5 separate regions of the Mus musculus genome follow, and regions 1, 2, 3 and 4 are each linked to region 5. The links are chromatin contacts, called in public HiChIP or PLAC-seq and promoter capture Hi-C maps. All regions are on one chromosome and are shown on one strand. Each heading gives the region's core, a stretch centred on a gene start, on an enhancer-like site or on the middle of the called end of the contact. The rest is flanking DNA. Distances are from core to core; before and after follow the strand shown.

Region 1 (2,814 bases), core at 145-2,644, 500 kb before region 5:
ATATTTTGAGTTTCTACCATGTAACAGTAAATAAAGTTTGTAACTGGTTCTTCAATCCTCATATAACTGAAGCGGGAGAGGGTGGTTGTACCATGGCCAGGAGCAAGTGGGTCTACAAAAGAGGACGGACGGGTGAGGTTTGGGCTAATGAGAAGAGATGGGGTCTCGGACTTGTTCCCTCCCCACTCAGATCCTTGGCTTTACTTTTCAGTCTTGTTGAAGCACTGGTATTTTCTGTGTTCTATAAGATCCAACCCATAGACCAGAAGCAGGAGTTTGTTTAATGCCTTCCTAAGCTCAAAATGCCATGTCTGTAAGTGCCAAGTTCCCATGATGCTCCCTGCCTGTCTCACTCTTGGCCCAGGAGGGGCTGTAAGTCAGTCTGTAGCTCAGGCTCTCCGCAAGCTGTCACCTCTTGCCTCAGCTTCCCCGATGGTGGGAAACCAGCAGCAGCACAGCACTCTGCCTGTCTACTGCTCGTACTCCCAACAATGCCACCTCCGCGACTGTTGAACTGAGTCTGCCACTCACTCATGGCTTTTCAACCCGCCACTCAATTGCACTTCAAGCCATCGTCAGCTTAGATACTGGCTAGGTGCTGTAGCTAGTTTCTGGGCTTTTACCCAGGCGGTTATTCCCACCTAGGTCTCCAGAAATCCCACCATATTCATTCATTCATTCATTCATTCATTCATTCATTCTCTCTCATACACTCTCATGTACCAGTATTTTGTCTGTAGTACAGTACAGGAGGATGCCAGAAGAGGGCGTAAGAACCCCGCTGTAACTGGAGTTAAAGAGGTTGCCACCTGCGCTTTAAGTGCTGGGAAGGTAATCCCAGCTCTGTAAGCACAGCAAGTGTACTTAAGTGCTGAGCATCCATCACTCCAGCTGTCCCATTACATCTCTAATTCACATTCAAAACATCACTTCCTCCATTGACAGAAAGTTTCCCATTTATCCTCTCGAAAATCCCAGGATAGAGGTAAGGGCATGGCAGCTCACACAGGTAACCCAGCACTCACTCGAAGAGGAATGAGGAGTTCCAGGTCAAATTGGGTTACATGAGATCCTTGTGTCAAAACAACAAGAAGCAACAAAAGACAAAACAACTATAAAAAATATTCCAAGTGACCACTGAATTACTCCACTAACCATTACAACTCCCCACTTAGTGGGGAGCCATAGCTTGTGTTTTATCAGTCGCATTCACTGTCTACACTGGGAGGGGTTGGGAACTACTCTTCCCGTTCGCCACCCCCAAAAGCCTTCCTGTAGAGCTTGAGGTAGAGTCCCGCTTGCTGAAACTAATTCTGATTTCCTTAGTGATCGGTGGGCAGGAAAGGTGAGGTGGTCCTTTGGAAACTACATCTCCCATCATGCACCAGGCCCAGGATGCCAGGCTCACGCTAAGGCTCGAGATCTTGGCCGATTCCTGGGCTCCAGGAAAAATGCAGGATGAACAGCGGGCAAGAGGAAGCTCTCTCTTCTCTTGCCCACCGGGTTGGGTCGCACGTAACCTAACAGACCTCTCAGGCCTAGCTTGTCATCGGCACCGCCACACCGGTCTAATATGGCCGCTAGTGCTGGGACCGGTCTCGCGCGTAAAGAGCCTGGACTAAGGTCCGGAGCCGGAGACCGCTCCCGGCATTCCTCGCGGGTGTAGCGTGGGCACCCTTCCCCCACTTCCGGGTCCCGGGAGAAGGAGACCCTGGGGTCTTGAAGAGTGTCCCGAGGTACCGCTGTTTGGTGCTAGGCGAAGAATGGCAGATCATCCTGGGCAGTGAATCACTGGCCTTGGGTAGCAAGGTGTAGCGAGAAGATAGGTCATCAGCATTACGGCCTGTTTGCTAGGGAGCCTTTTGGGTTATCAGTAGTAGGATTTAACTGGAGACTTGTCACCATTGTTGCAGCCCGCAGAGACCTCCAAGTAGAGCCCTGTGAACCTGGAGCAGAGCTCTGGGACAGTGTATATGCATCTTAAATTGATCCAGGACTAGTCCGTCTTTGCTGACTAGTCCTCACCTTGAGCACTCAGTGAATACCTGGCAAACAGGGTTGCAGGTTAATATGGCCCAGGGCTTGATTGAAGTGGAGCGAAAGTTCGCTCCAGGGCCTGACACGGAGGAAAGGCTGCAGGAGTTGGGGGCCACCCTGGAGCACCGGGTCACCTTCCGAGACACATACTATGATACCTCTGAGTTAAGCCTTATGCTGTCTGACCACTGGCTGCGACAACGAGAAGGTAGTGGATGGGAGCTCAAATGTCCTGGAGTAACAGGTGTCTCAGGACCTCACAATGAGTATGTGGAAGTCACATCGGAAGCTGCGATTGTGGCCCAGCTCTTTGAACTGCTCGGGTCTGGGGAGCAGAAGCCTGCAGGTGTGGCTGCTGTCCTGGGCTCGCTGAAGCTGCAGGAGGTGGCTAGTTTTATTACTACGCGAAGCTCCTGGAAGCTGGCCTTATCTGGAGCCCATGGACAGGAGCCTCAGCTCACAATAGACTTGGATTCAGCGGACTTCGGCTATGCTGTGGGTGAGGTAGAGGCCATGGTGCACGAGAAGGCTGAAGTCCCGGCTGCCCTAGAGAAGATCATCACCGTCAGTAGCATGCTTGGTGAGGGAGACAGGTCTTTGTGTGCGCAGCATGGTGGGGGAGGGAGGCAGGCCCTTCTATGCTCAGGAACATGGTGGGTGAGGAAGACAGGCAGGCCCTTTGGGCTGTCCTTTTTTCTCACTTAACCTCACTGCAGGTCCTTACTGAGCCATAGAGGAGTGGAGGGAAATCATTTTTGTAAGGAAAATTGGTTTTTT
Region 2 (3,034 bases), core at 263-2,762, 440 kb before region 5:
TTAGTTCCAGAGGTCTGACCTGGGAAAGAGGAGCCAATTCAGTGGCTTTGCAGCTGCGGCCTGTGGCCTCTTTCTGGTGCTGGCAGAAATGACTCTGCAGCCTTGTGGCCAGCTCTGCCTCTCCAGCCAGCTGAGCCCAGAGCTGTCTTCCCGCCCATCTTGGCTTGCCCTGTTTGGGGCCTGGAGCCTGCCTGAGTTCTGAGTCTGTTTCTGATATGACAGTTTATCAGGGGGGAGAGTCCTTGGGAGGGAGGTGTGGGGGCTCCATCTACTTGTTGACAGGTCTGCCCTTCCCCCAGCTTCTGCCCTCCCCAACTTGGGTGAGGCCCTTCCCCACATTCCTGAATTATGGGACTGTAAATTCCACCCGTATTGGAGTTTATTCAGATAGAATCGGCAGTCCCAGGAAATCAGCTCTGTGACAGCTCGTGAGGTCAACCCAACACATTCACAGCCCAAGGTTGGAATGATGTGGTCTGGGACAAGGCCTCATGGCTATACCAGGGCAAACGACTCTTGGAGCGGAGTCTTCATGCCTTTTCACTTCATGTCCCATCGCTTTCTCTCTGGACTTGTCTGCAGCTGTCTGTTGCTGTTGGTCGGTCACGGAAACCCTCAGGATCACCCAAGTCACCTCGGCTTTTGGAGGAGCAGAGGAGCTGAGAGGGGATGACAGGAGCCCAGCAGCATCCTTAAGCTCTCCGCTGACTGTCAGCATTTTAAGCATTGTGTGCTTCTCATTTTCTCCTTGAGTTTTTTTTTTCTCCCTCCTGCCTGCCTTCCTCATTTCCGCCCCACTTTTCTCTCTTTACTTCCTTGCCTCTTCAGGACTAAACATTGAGCCCAGGACCTCACATATGCTAGGCAAGTGTTCTACTTCTAGTTTATAATCCCAGCCTCTTTTTTAATGTTTATTTTGTGACATTGTCTCCATAAGTTGCTCAGGCTGGCCTTGAGTTCACGATCCTCTCACCTCAGCCTCCTGAGTAGCTAAGGTTACGGGCCTGCACTACGAGGATCGACTTTCTCCCCTAATCTTTCTTTTCTTTTTCTTTGCCCTCTCTTTTTGCTTTGGACCTAGCATTGAAGGTCGTTGGCCTCTGATTTGGGGCTGGTTTGAAAGTATGTCCATTTGGCTTCTGCACTCTCAAATCTATGCATCTGAATTAATCAACTTGGACAGGCTTAGAGACCACTGCAAAGGGGATGGATCTGCTGTCAGCTCGGCTCCTTCAGACTGCCTTGGAATAAAGTGTGACTCTGGGGGCCAGTGAGTGAGGGCTCTCTTGCTCCCTCTCTCTCTGGGTGAAAGGCACACGGCATGTAAGGAGAACCAAGCATAGACAAGGCTCACCTCCTCTCTGCAGTCTGTTTGCTTGCACCAGGCTAGAGCTGTTTTTCTAGTCAGTGGGCTAGCTTCTCTGTAATACCATCAGGCAAGCTCAGACCAGCAGGCCAAAGGAAATTTCCTGAAACAGGGCGGCTTCTCAGACATGTTATAACGCAGGCATTCCAGCAGGGGGTGCTCTAACACACAAAGTGTGAATCCTTTTTCTCTTGGGTCTAGTGGAGGAGCCTTGATTCTCTGTTCACTTACCCTCACTGTGTGGGGTTAATCTGTGTTGTGGCTTGGGGAGAAGAATCCCCCAGAGGGGTATTAGAATATTTAGAGCCCCGTATTTAGAAAAGGTAGATCAACCAACATCTGAAACCCCCTTAGCCCCTGGAAATATAAGACTTTCAATGTATTTCGTAGAGAAGAGGAAGGGACAGTTCAGAGGGGAAAGGAGGAAAACTGAGGGGTGGGAGGAGAACAGGGTAGGTCCAGTTTTGGAAATAAAATATCAAAAGAAGCATAATTTGGAAGCCAAGGCTGAGCCTGCCAACGTGAAGAGTTTGGTTGCCTTCATGAGGACGCTAGCTACAGACCAGAATTTAATATAAAATTTCTCTCCATTGCTGGAGCAGCACCCATCTACTTATAATTTATAGATATCAACTCTGAACTCAAGGGAATTGGGTTATGCAAGGGTTGCTAAGGAACAAGAGCAGACGTAGTAGGTAAGGCAGGGGTTGCTTAGTAACCAGGAGTCCCTGGGTGATGGAGTGGCCAGAGTAGGTTTGGAGCTGACAGGAATCATTCACATTGCGGTCTCCTGCAAGCTCCTTCAGTCTCTCGGCCTGGCATTGCTGGAGTTCACCTCTCTTCTGGTTGCCAGTCCCCAGGGGCCCTGGATTAATCCTGTCCCCTACCACTCTCTCCCTGTCTCAGTGGGAAGCTAGTCCTAGATGGAGTACAAGCACATGGGACCCTCATATTGAGAGACACAGGAGCTGCTGGGCTGATGTGGAGCTGGCACAGTTGGATTTGGGTGAAAGAAGACCTTGTAGACAAGCTGCCCATAGTCTTCCAACTCGTTGTGCCTGAGACTCCAAGGCCAGACCCTCCCCCTGCCTCGGTATCTGCACATATCTGTGGGGGCATATCTCTTCCCTCACGAGAGGCCTCCTGGGGCCCTGGGTCTCTATGTGGAGTTACCTGGCTTGGCTGCACGTGATGGACCTGCTTCAGAGAGCTTCACAGCCTGCTTTTTAAGTCACAGGCCCCGTCTCTGCCCTCCAGACACACAGGTGTTCGCACTGTTCCCGACTCCTCTGGATGCTCACACTACATACTCCTTTTCACCATTTCTCTCTGAAGACGAGGGTGTCTGTCCTGGCTAGGGAAGCCATGTCTTCCGAGGGAAAGCTTGGGTTTCCTAAGTCCTACTTCTCGGCAGCTTCCTATGCCTGAATCATTCACATCCTGCGTGAGCCTCTGGACACCGCGGAAGCCGGCAAGCAGGGAGGAAGCTTCCGATTCAGTCCCAGCTCCGTTTCTTTCTATCTTGCAGCAAAGGTGTGGAAGTGTCTTCAGCAGTAGGGGTGTTTTAAATTAACGACGGGGTTTTCCTAGGAGGCACGCTTAGACCAGCTGGCATGGAACTTACTCAGTAGACCAGCCCAGCCTCAAACTCACAGAAATCTGCCCACT
Region 3 (2,794 bases), core at 216-2,715, 260 kb after region 5:
GGCAGGGAAAGTGGAGAGAAGTGGGGTCACTCAGACAGCCTCTGACTTCAAAGCCTTCTGGAGGGGCAGGGTTGAAGAACTCGTTACCCAGAACCCCACAGACCCACCTTTTATTTCTCTGAATTCCATTCCAGGGATGAGACCTTGTAAAGGTGGGGCTTGACCATCCAGTCTAGTCTGGCAGTAACCTGAATCTTTTCCCCCTGGGCCCCTTCTGCACAGCGTGCACCTCCCCACTGGCCTGCATACATACACACATCGGTGGCTCTGTAACACCGATGTCCTAGGAAAGGACTCAGTTTAAAAAAAAAAATAGCTGTCCTTTGTTCCCGTGGGTCAGGTCATACTTGTGTCTGTCAGACTGTGACTCTTGGTTTGTTTGGAAAGTAAGGTTCTCTCGAGGCCCCAGCTGCAGACTGTGCCTTCCCAGTGCCAGGCTACTTCAGGCTACAAGACCACATAAAGTGTTCTTTGTACTGAGCATGTCTCCAAGGCAGCTCGGGTTTTGAGAGTGTCCCCAGCCCAGGGCTAGTCTTGGACCACTGATGCCAACCATATGGCTGTGGATAAGGATGATTGGAGACCCTACCTCCCACTGGCTCCTCACACTCTAACTCACACTTGCTAAAAAAAGGGGTTCTCCTAAACAACCCGAGCCTGAAAACTCTGGCAGCTAACCCCCTGCCCCTCCAGCCCTGGGGGGCTTCCGCAGGGCCTGGGCCTAGAGCCAGTTCCAGGCGGTCCCCAGACTAGAGTGGGGGTGGGGGTCAGAGCTGTAACCCTTTACGTCCTGCTTGGTCTCCAGCCCATAGTTTCTACAGGCCCTAGCCTCTGTGGTCTCTCCACCCCATTTTCCCTTAACCCTTTCCTGCCACAAAGAGATGGGTGTAGTAAAGGGTTTTCAAGGGAAGTCCAGACGACCAAGGATCATGTGTGTGTGTGTGTGTGATGTGTTTGTGTGTGTGCGTGTGGTGTGTATGTGGTGTGTGTGCGCGTGTGGTGTGTATGTGGTGTGTGTGTGTGTAGAACACTGCTTGGAATCTAAAACCAGGGTCTCAGAGATCAACTCTTCAATCCTTCCTTTTCCTTCCTTCGAGGAAGGAACTTTGACCCCTGAACACAAAACTTGGGTGGAAGGCAGTTGCTTCCAAGACCCTGTTTGGCCCTCTCCCTCCCGCCCAGCCTCCTCTCCTTCCCTCCCTCAGTCTCCAGCGCCCCTTTAAGCCATCCAGCAGCTCAGGCGAGTTTATCCAGGGGGCCTGGCTTCGAGGTCGAAGGGGAGGAGGGGGTGGTGGTTGAGGGGGAGGAAGGGCGGCGGGAATCCGCTCGGTCCCACCCCTAGCTACAACCCTTAGCAGGAAGGGTTTGTCTCCCGTGCTGCGGCGGAAAGGGACGGAGCTGGGAGGGCGGGCGCGGAGCGCTGGCGGGTGGGTCGCAGAACCCACAGCAGGGAGGCGGTGGCGGGGGGCGCGCCTCAAGGAGGGGAGGCGTGGCTTAGGCTGCAGGGCTAGGTGGCTGGGGGCCTCGGTGCTGGGACCCGTGACACTTCTCACGCTTTCCAGGGGCCGGAGGGACAGCCATGCTTTTGTCGGGGGGTAAACCCCCAGCGCAGGAATGGTTCATGGTGCAGACAAAATCGAAGCCCCGGGTACACCGGCAGCGGCTGCAAGTCCAGCGCATCTTCAGGGTCAAGGTGACCGCTTTCCAGAGCCGTCCTGACACCCCTTACTTTTGGCTGCAGCTGGAGGGGCCCCGGGAAAATACGGGCAAAGCCAAGGTAAACAGCTTCGTTTTGTTCTTTCCTTTCCCTCCTAGTCAGATCCTCTCCCTCTCTCCTGAACAGTCAAGAGTCCCCAGAGGTGTTGAGCTTGTCCTGCTGTTTGGCTTGCAGGGTCTGGGCCTCCCTCCCTCCAGATCTGCGGGGCCCCTGCTCTGTCCCTCTGCTTCCTTCTTTCCCTTCTGCCCCACCCCTCTCTTACATGTCACTTCTGTCCTTTAAGTGTGCTGAGAGAACCTCTGCTGAGAGTCTCTTTCTACCAGCCTTCTCTGGTCAGAAACAGGCCCAGATTTTCCATCTTGGGATCAGTTTAAGGGCCTGCATTTTTGTGGCCTCTGCAACATATGTCTTTGTTCTCACCAAGACACTGGAAGGCCTCCGTTCTTTCTGTCTGCTTAAATCCTGGGCGGTTTCTCTGAGTACTGGGACCAGAGGAGGGCCCTAGAGACACTTGTAGAGTGGCGTTGGCAGTTTATAGACGAAGCAGTAGGACTCAGAGAGAGAGAGAGAGAGAGAGAGAGAGAGAGAGGGTGAGGGTCTGCCTCAGTCATCAGAGTCAGGAAGGAGTAGGTTGGTGGAGGTTGTAGAACCTAGGACCCTGCCGGCAGAGTAGGATGCATCTGTTCTGGAAGGCAGTGCCTTGGGATGCCAGGGAATCATGGACGTTGAGATGAAAGGGCCTGCTGTATGGAGCTGGATATTGGAGAGGCCAGGTTGCAGCTTGTCCCTTTTACGCTCATCTTGGCTTCTCTGCCTGGGCTCCTCCCTCTGGTTCAGTCACACCCAAGGGCCCCCTACTCCCTCAGATTCCCTTATCTTCTCCAGTAGGAATGCTCTGGACTCCCTTCTCTCGGATACAAGCTAGTCTTTAACCCTTTGGCTGAAGCTCTACCCACATCTCAGTTGGTCAGGGCCTAGGTAGGGGAGGCCCGGAACACAGCCAGCAGAAGGAAGGGGAGGCTGGGAAATTTCTCCCTAAACACGCCCATTAAGCTGCTGCATCAGCACTTTTCCAGT
Region 4 (2,721 bases), core at 4-2,503, 470 kb before region 5:
CCCGAGTCCTACTTTTCCAACCCAGAACCCCAGAGTGTGGAGCGTGGATGGCAGTTGGAGGTGGGGGACCTGGGAGGGGCCAGGGCAGGGTCTTCCGACACCTGCTTTCCTGGCGATTTGGACCCCTCTGCCTGGATTCTTTGGCTCCGCTAGCAAACCCGGGTGCGGGGGAGGCAAGGGGGTAAAAATGTAGCTAGCTAGAAAGCCGGCCCCAGGTGGGCCGATGGTAGAATGGGGATGTTGGGGGTGGGGTGGGGGATGAGGGTAGGGATGGGCAGACTGGCGAAAGGGAGGGGACAGGTTACTCACCATGTGTGCTGGGGCTCAGGCTGCCTCCCAGGCGCAGTTTCCATGGCAGGGTCCCTCCACTCACACCTCACCAGGACAAGCCAAGCCCCCTTCCCTTCCGGAGAGACTGCTACAACCCAGAGAAGGAAGGTGGGGGAGCTATGGGAGAGTCCCTTTTCCTCGGCTGAAGGTGCAGGCTAGTGTGGGGGGTGAGGTAGTGGCAGGGTGGAGGGGATGAGAATAAGTGTAGGGGGAAAAAAATCTGTCTTGAACGGAGACAGCGAAGAGGAGCTGGGGGCTGGATGGGAAAGGGGAGGGGGCTATCAAGAAGGGGTGTTTTTATTTTTTTCTTCTTATGGTTGGGAGAGGAAAAAAAAAATCAAAATTCCAATTCCATCCCAGCACAAATCAATGTTTGCTCCAAACCCAGCATCAAGGGGGAGGCTGGGCCAGGCAGATTTAAAGGGGCAGAGAGAAGCGGAGAGGAGAGGGTGGGGAGAGAGTCAGTGGCAGTGGGGGTGGTGCGAGGATGCTCAGGCAGAAAAAAAGGGGGTTCGCTACCCCTGAGGTGAGGGAGAAGGCAGGCGGAGAGGAGAATGGAAGGCTCAGAGACCCCCACGGTGGAAAGAAACCGTGGCATGCAGGCAGGGAGTGGAGTGAGGTGGAGGGAGGGGAGGGGAGAGGAGCTAGGGGGAGGAGTCTTAAGATGGGGAGGCAGGGGGAGGCCAGAGCCAGGCGGGGGAGGAGAGATGCTGGGGAGACCGGGAGTGCGAGAGGAATACAAAGAATGAGGTGCAGGGGTGAGAGCTATGGCAGGGGGAGATATAGCCGGCATGGGAGATGGCGAGGGAGACCCATTCCAGGACTCTTGAGAGATAGCTAGGGAGAGAAGTCAAGGGTGGAGGGAAGGAGGGGAGCAGAATCACATAGGGAGAAGAAGAGAGCGAAATAAGGCTCGCGACGAGCGGGAGAAAGCTCTGCAGAGAAAGGGCAGGCATGAGAATAGAAATCCCGGCAGGAAGAGCCCACATGGAGACAGGAGGTCCGGAAGTGGTGTTTATGAGGACCCTGGGGAGAGGGATGAACCTGCCAGCTGCTTGGCCGGAAGCCAGGAGGCATTTGAACGTGGATACCTCTGCCCATTCAGCTCAAACTCCTCCACCAGACAGCGCCCACCCTGTCACAGTTTTAGAGGTAGCTTGAGATGGGGCCCTGTCTGGAGGCCCCACTAAGCTAATGCACACAATATTCCGCGGACACCAACAGTTTGTCTAGGATGGGCCCTCTGAAGGGAGTGTTGGTATGTTCATTAAGGGGGCTCAAATTTGAGGAGGCCACCAAGATCTTAGGGCTCTGGAGTCTTCTCTTTCACAACACAGCAAATTACACAAGTTTGCTTGAGCAGGCTTTTGCTGTGGCCCCTTAAGCCCATCATCGACCTCTTCGAGTCCACTCTCCAGATTGACAGCACAAGTAGACCACACAGGTATTCACGTACTGCATTCCCTCCCTTCTCAGCTTCCTCTGGCCTGCCCCTGCGTGTTTACAGGGAAGGAGGCACCAGTGTGCTCAATTGCCTTTCTTTCCCCATAGGACCTAGTCCCCGCTGCCCACCCCTCATCCCCACACCTGATTTAAAGAGATCCAGAGCCCCGAGGGGGAAGTCATTCACCAAGGGGCACACTGGCAAAGTTGGCAAAGCTAGAAGTAGAACACTAAACGCAGACTTTTATTTTTGTTGGTGTTGGGAACGGAATTCTGGTTCTTGGGATAAAGCGCGTGCTCTATCACTGGGCTCTAGCTGGCAGCTTGGTGTCTTTCGAGCCCTTCAGTTCTTCCAGATGTCTGTGCTTGGGAGCATCCCCTAAAGTCAGGGTTACATTGGGTACTTTGGTAAAATAAAGAGTATGAAGATCGAAATAAACAGGGATTTCTCTTGTACACACACACACAGGCACATGTGTGTGCATACTACACACTATGTATATATTAGTGGGGTGGTGGTGTGTGCATGTGTCAGAGAGAGAGAGAGAGAGAGAGAGAGAGAGAGAGAGAGAGAGAGATATCAGAGGAAGTCCTTGTCTTCTGTCTTGTTGAGATAGCTCTTGTCTCCTCTGTGTAATGTACTCCAGGCTAGTTGGCCTGATCCTCTTGTGGACTCCCATCTTTCCTTAGGAGTGCTAGGCTTAGATGTGGGCCACTGCATCTGGCTTCTCACCTAGGATCCATGGATTGAGCTCAGGCTGTAGGCTTGTGTGTCTGCTGAGCTATATCCCTAAATCACATTGTGTTTTTCTAGAAGTTTCTCCAGGGCAGAGACTACTCTTTTTTTTTTTTTTTTTTTTAAAACAGGGTCTCATTATGTTCCCCAGGCTCCTCCTTCATCCTCCCCGAGTGCTGGGATTACAGGCACAGCCACCTTAACATCATACT
Region 5 (2,797 bases), core at 215-2,714:
ATCTTTACCTTTCCATTCAAGGGGAGTGGCAAAAGCAGTTAAGAGTTCTAAGATTGATCAGATTACAAGTAGAAACAAATCATTGCAGTTCACCTTGAGTAAGCATGAAGGTTCGGAGACACCAAAATTAAGGTGAACTGGTGGGTTACTCAGAGCTTGTGGCCCTAGAGTTCTGCACTAAGACTCTGGGTTACATCGACTGAATTCAGAGACTTACCTCCTGGAAAAGATTTTGTCTGAAGACATCCACCTGCACAGACAGAAGTAGCCGGATGCTGGTTAGGGTTTAGTTTGTATAGAATAAGGGCCCACTCCCAACCTAGGTGCCTTCCAACTCTAGCCCAAACCTGTCCCACAAAGCTAGTTTCCCCCTGGAGGAGCCTGCTCAGTGCACAGATTGGCTCGAGGACACGGCACTGGCAATCCCTGAGCAGAAGTGAAAGAAAGCCCTAAAGAAAGAGAGGCCGGTGGAGTTCGCTCGCAAGGCCCCATTGGTGCCCAGGAGCACCGAGCTTTATCTCCGTTAGGACTTCTCACTCCTTCCTGGCTTCGGTTCCCATTTACCTGTTTTCGGGCTTCTCCACTCAAGCGGACCCCACAAGGCTTGGCCATGCTTCCCCCCACTTGGCAGCTCTCGAGCCTGGGCTAGCAGCCCCAGCTTTCGCTTTCACTCTCCAGGCCCAGACCCACCCCCCTCAGCCACGCCCCCTCCCTTTTTTCTCCTCCTCCTGGCCGGCCACCAACCGTGAGTAGTACCCCCTCAGCCATTCCCAGCTAGTTGCCACTAGGAAGGGCGGTGTTGGCTTCATCATCAGGGGCTGTCCAAGGGAGGAGCTAGGAAAGCGTGGGACGGCGGAGACTCAAATAGAGGCGGCCTCTCGAGAAGGGCGGAGCTTATAGTATGGACCGTCCAGGGGAAGTACTGGACTGAGAGAGGGTGGGACAATAGGAAAGGGGGTACCCAGAGGTGGGGTTCCATGACGCTAGACTGAGGAGGGGACCAAGTAGGATCCGAGAGAGTAGGAAGGATAAGAAGGAGGAAAGCCTGGCAAGATGGAAGGGAGCAGGACGAGCGGGACTGCCTTCCCTTCAGGACAGACTAGAGAAGGGAGGAGCCCGCCTGAGCCGGGCTAAGGGCAGCCAGAGCCGGTCCCCGATAAGGTGGGACTTCCCCGCCGGGGAATGGAACAGAACCAACACTATGGAAATAAAGATAGCAAAGCTCTGGGCAAAATTAACCCCTCGCATGGGAGGTGGGTCCCTCCGGAAGGGGCGGGATAGTTTAAGGGAAGGCGAAGAAGAGAGCCTGATTCGGAAGGAAAAGGTTCCGTAGCATTATGGGAGGAGCCCGGGCCGCGGCTTCTTCATTGGCGGCGACCTGGCCACCCTTCCTGATCTCAGCTTTACCGTCACTCCGAACCCTCCTTTTCCTCTAAAGTGGCCCACAGTCCCGCCCTCTCTGCCAGGACTTCCTGTTCCCGGTAACCCTGGCCGTGGATGGGGCTGAGCGGGGCGGTGGCTTAAGTGACCCGGGCTGCTGTGGCGCCGCGCGCACCTGCGCCAGCCCCTGGAGGGCAGAGAAGCTGAGCCTGTCTCCAGTCTCAGGATGCCGGGAGACGAGGAGCGAGGCTTCCTGGCGGCCCGCGAGGAGCTGGCGAGCGCCCTGAGGTGGGATTCTGCGCAGGTTTTTCCCCTGGAGCAGCTCATGCCGCTTCTGGCCACCTCTCTGCCACCAGCCGCCCGCTACCTGCAGCTGGACGCCGGACGCTTGGTCCGCTGCAACGCTCATGGGGAGGTGAGGTCAAGCCCGCCCGGCGCTCCATGGAAGGGGACCTAGGCTCAGAGGCCAGGTGGGCTAGGCTCACGACTCTGCTTTTCTGAATGCTCCCAGCCTCGAAACTACCTCAACACCCTATCCACGGCCCTGAACATCCTGGAAAAATATGGTCGCAACCTCCTCAGCCCGCAGCGGCCCCGGTATTGGCGCTCAGTGAAGTTTAATAACCCCGTCTTTCGCAGCACGGTGGATGCTGTGCAGGTGAAACTCTTGGACCTTATCGGAGAAGGGGACTAGACCTGTGCTTAGGGTTGACCAGAAAGGCTTGAGGGTGTGCTGAGTGGGGGACCAGCTCTATTGCCTAGGAGGTCTGTTAGATGGTGACCGGGTCCTGAATGTGTGCCAGGGTGGCCGGGATGTACTACGGTTGTATGGCTATACTGAGGAGCGCCCAGATGGATTGAGTTTCCCCGAAGGGCAGGAGGAACCAGATGAATACCAGGTTGCTGTTGTCACACTAGAAGTACTGCTGCTTCGCACCGAGCTCAGTTTGCTGTTGCAGGTGAGATGACCTTCTGATTCTAAGGATTTTAAGTACTTGACTGGGAGCCCCAAGGCACGTTGAGACACCCCCACCCCCGTGCAGGGAAATTCTGTTGCTGCAGCAGCCAGCCTGGAAGCTTCTGTTACACTTTCTCCCTCTGGAATGTTAGGAGATCAGGGCTTACAGGGAGAACGTTGTTCAAGGTGGGAATTCTTTTCATCATCTTGTTTGCAGAATACTCATCCCAGACAGAATGCACTGGACCAGCTGCTAAGAGAGAGCGTTGAAGATGGTGTAAGGAAGGCAGGAAGGGTGTTGTTCATGGAACACGGGGGGGGGGGGGGGGGGCTGAGTTTATGGGATTCTGTGCCCCCAGCACTTTGCCCACGCTCCGCTTGCTTTCTCAGATGCTGCAGCTTTCAGAGTTTCACCCCCTTCTGAGGGAGATTGTTCCTGGCCCCCGCCCCTCTGCCCAA

Evidence for each region. Promoter capture Hi-C pulls out the DNA fragments that hold promoters and counts their contacts. HiChIP or PLAC-seq counts read pairs in DNA pulled down with a chosen protein or histone mark.
Region 1: a contact with region 5 is called in a promoter capture Hi-C map of embryonic stem cells, with 4 times the contacts expected there. The contact joins the promoter of Thtpa here to the promoter of Rnf31 in region 5. A contact is called at or near these places in 14 of 39 promoter capture datasets (the 3T3-L1 cell line, the C10 cell line, the HPC-7 cell line and 7 more), 18 of 115 datasets of contacts at active chromatin or transcription factors (bone marrow-derived dendritic cells, bone marrow-derived macrophages, cardiomyocytes and 9 more) and 4 of 9 other capture datasets (embryonic stem cells, liver, macrophages and 1 more).
Region 2: a contact with region 5 is called in a promoter capture Hi-C map of liver, with 2.1 times the contacts expected there. The contact joins the enhancer-like site here to the promoter of Rnf31 in region 5. A contact is called at or near these places in 7 of 39 promoter capture datasets (3T3-L1-derived adipocytes, cranial neural crest, embryonic stem cells and 4 more), 5 of 484 Hi-C or Micro-C datasets (cardiomyocytes, cerebellum, cortical neurons and 1 more), 9 of 115 datasets of contacts at active chromatin or transcription factors (bone marrow-derived macrophages, embryonic basal ganglia, embryonic forebrain and 6 more) and 2 of 9 other capture datasets (adipose tissue and embryonic stem cells).
Region 3: a contact with region 5 is called in an H3K27ac HiChIP or PLAC-seq map of embryonic stem cells, with 7 read pairs. The contact joins the promoter of Nynrin here to the promoter of Rnf31 in region 5. A contact is called at or near these places in 5 of 39 promoter capture datasets (the 3T3-L1 cell line, the HPC-7 cell line, cranial neural crest and 2 more), 1 of 484 Hi-C or Micro-C datasets (embryonic stem cells), 3 of 115 datasets of contacts at active chromatin or transcription factors (embryonic stem cells and epiblast stem cells) and 3 of 9 other capture datasets (adipose tissue, liver and pancreatic islet).
Region 4: an H3K4me3 HiChIP or PLAC-seq map of forebrain shows a contact between it and region 5, with 5 times the contacts expected there. The contact joins the promoter of Jph4 here to the promoter of Rnf31 in region 5. A contact is called at or near these places in 18 of 39 promoter capture datasets (the 3T3-L1 cell line, the C10 cell line, the HPC-7 cell line and 9 more), 1 of 15 datasets of contacts at CTCF or cohesin (embryonic stem cells), 3 of 484 Hi-C or Micro-C datasets (cortical neurons, embryonic stem cells and forebrain), 15 of 115 datasets of contacts at active chromatin or transcription factors (VIP interneurons, bone marrow-derived dendritic cells, bone marrow-derived macrophages and 8 more) and 2 of 9 other capture datasets (adipose tissue and embryonic stem cells).

The regions. Positions count from the first base shown.
Region 1 is chr14:55,093,390-55,096,203 of GRCm38.p6, forward strand. Thtpa (thiamine triphosphatase) reads left to right here and starts at 1,395. Exons shown (of 2, transcript NM_153083.5): 1 at 1,395-2,617. The coding sequence starts at 2,071.
Region 2 is chr14:55,147,174-55,150,207 of GRCm38.p6, forward strand. No RefSeq gene overlaps it. Among named protein-coding and RNA genes, the nearest start is that of Gm46455, 6.0 kb to the right of the region's middle. Within about 2 kb of position 1,513, at least 80 of the 459 cell types and tissues checked have an H3K27ac peak or open chromatin away from gene starts, as enhancers often do. A contact at or near this core is called in adipose tissue, bone marrow-derived macrophages, cortical neurons and 2 more, where this site is marked.
Region 3 is chr14:55,852,650-55,855,443 of GRCm38.p6, forward strand. Nynrin (NYN domain and retroviral integrase containing) reads left to right here and starts at 1,466. Exons shown (of 8, transcript NM_001040072.1): 1 at 1,466-1,777. The coding sequence starts at 1,580.
Region 4 is chr14:55,115,682-55,118,402 of GRCm38.p6, forward strand. Jph4 (junctophilin 4) reads right to left here and starts at 1,254. Exons shown (of 6, transcript NM_177049.5): 1 at 310-1,254.
Region 5 is chr14:55,590,278-55,593,074 of GRCm38.p6, forward strand. It overlaps Rnf31 (ring finger protein 31), which reads left to right and starts at 1,465. Exons shown (of 21, transcript NM_194346.3): 1 at 1,465-1,795; 2 at 1,892-2,038; 3 at 2,184-2,339; 4 at 2,556-2,615; 5 at 2,729-2,797. The coding sequence starts at 1,607. It overlaps Psme2 (proteasome (prosome, macropain) activator subunit 2 (PA28 beta)), which reads right to left and starts at 744. Exons shown (of 11, transcript NM_011190.3): 1 at 565-744; 2 at 218-250. The coding sequence starts at 612.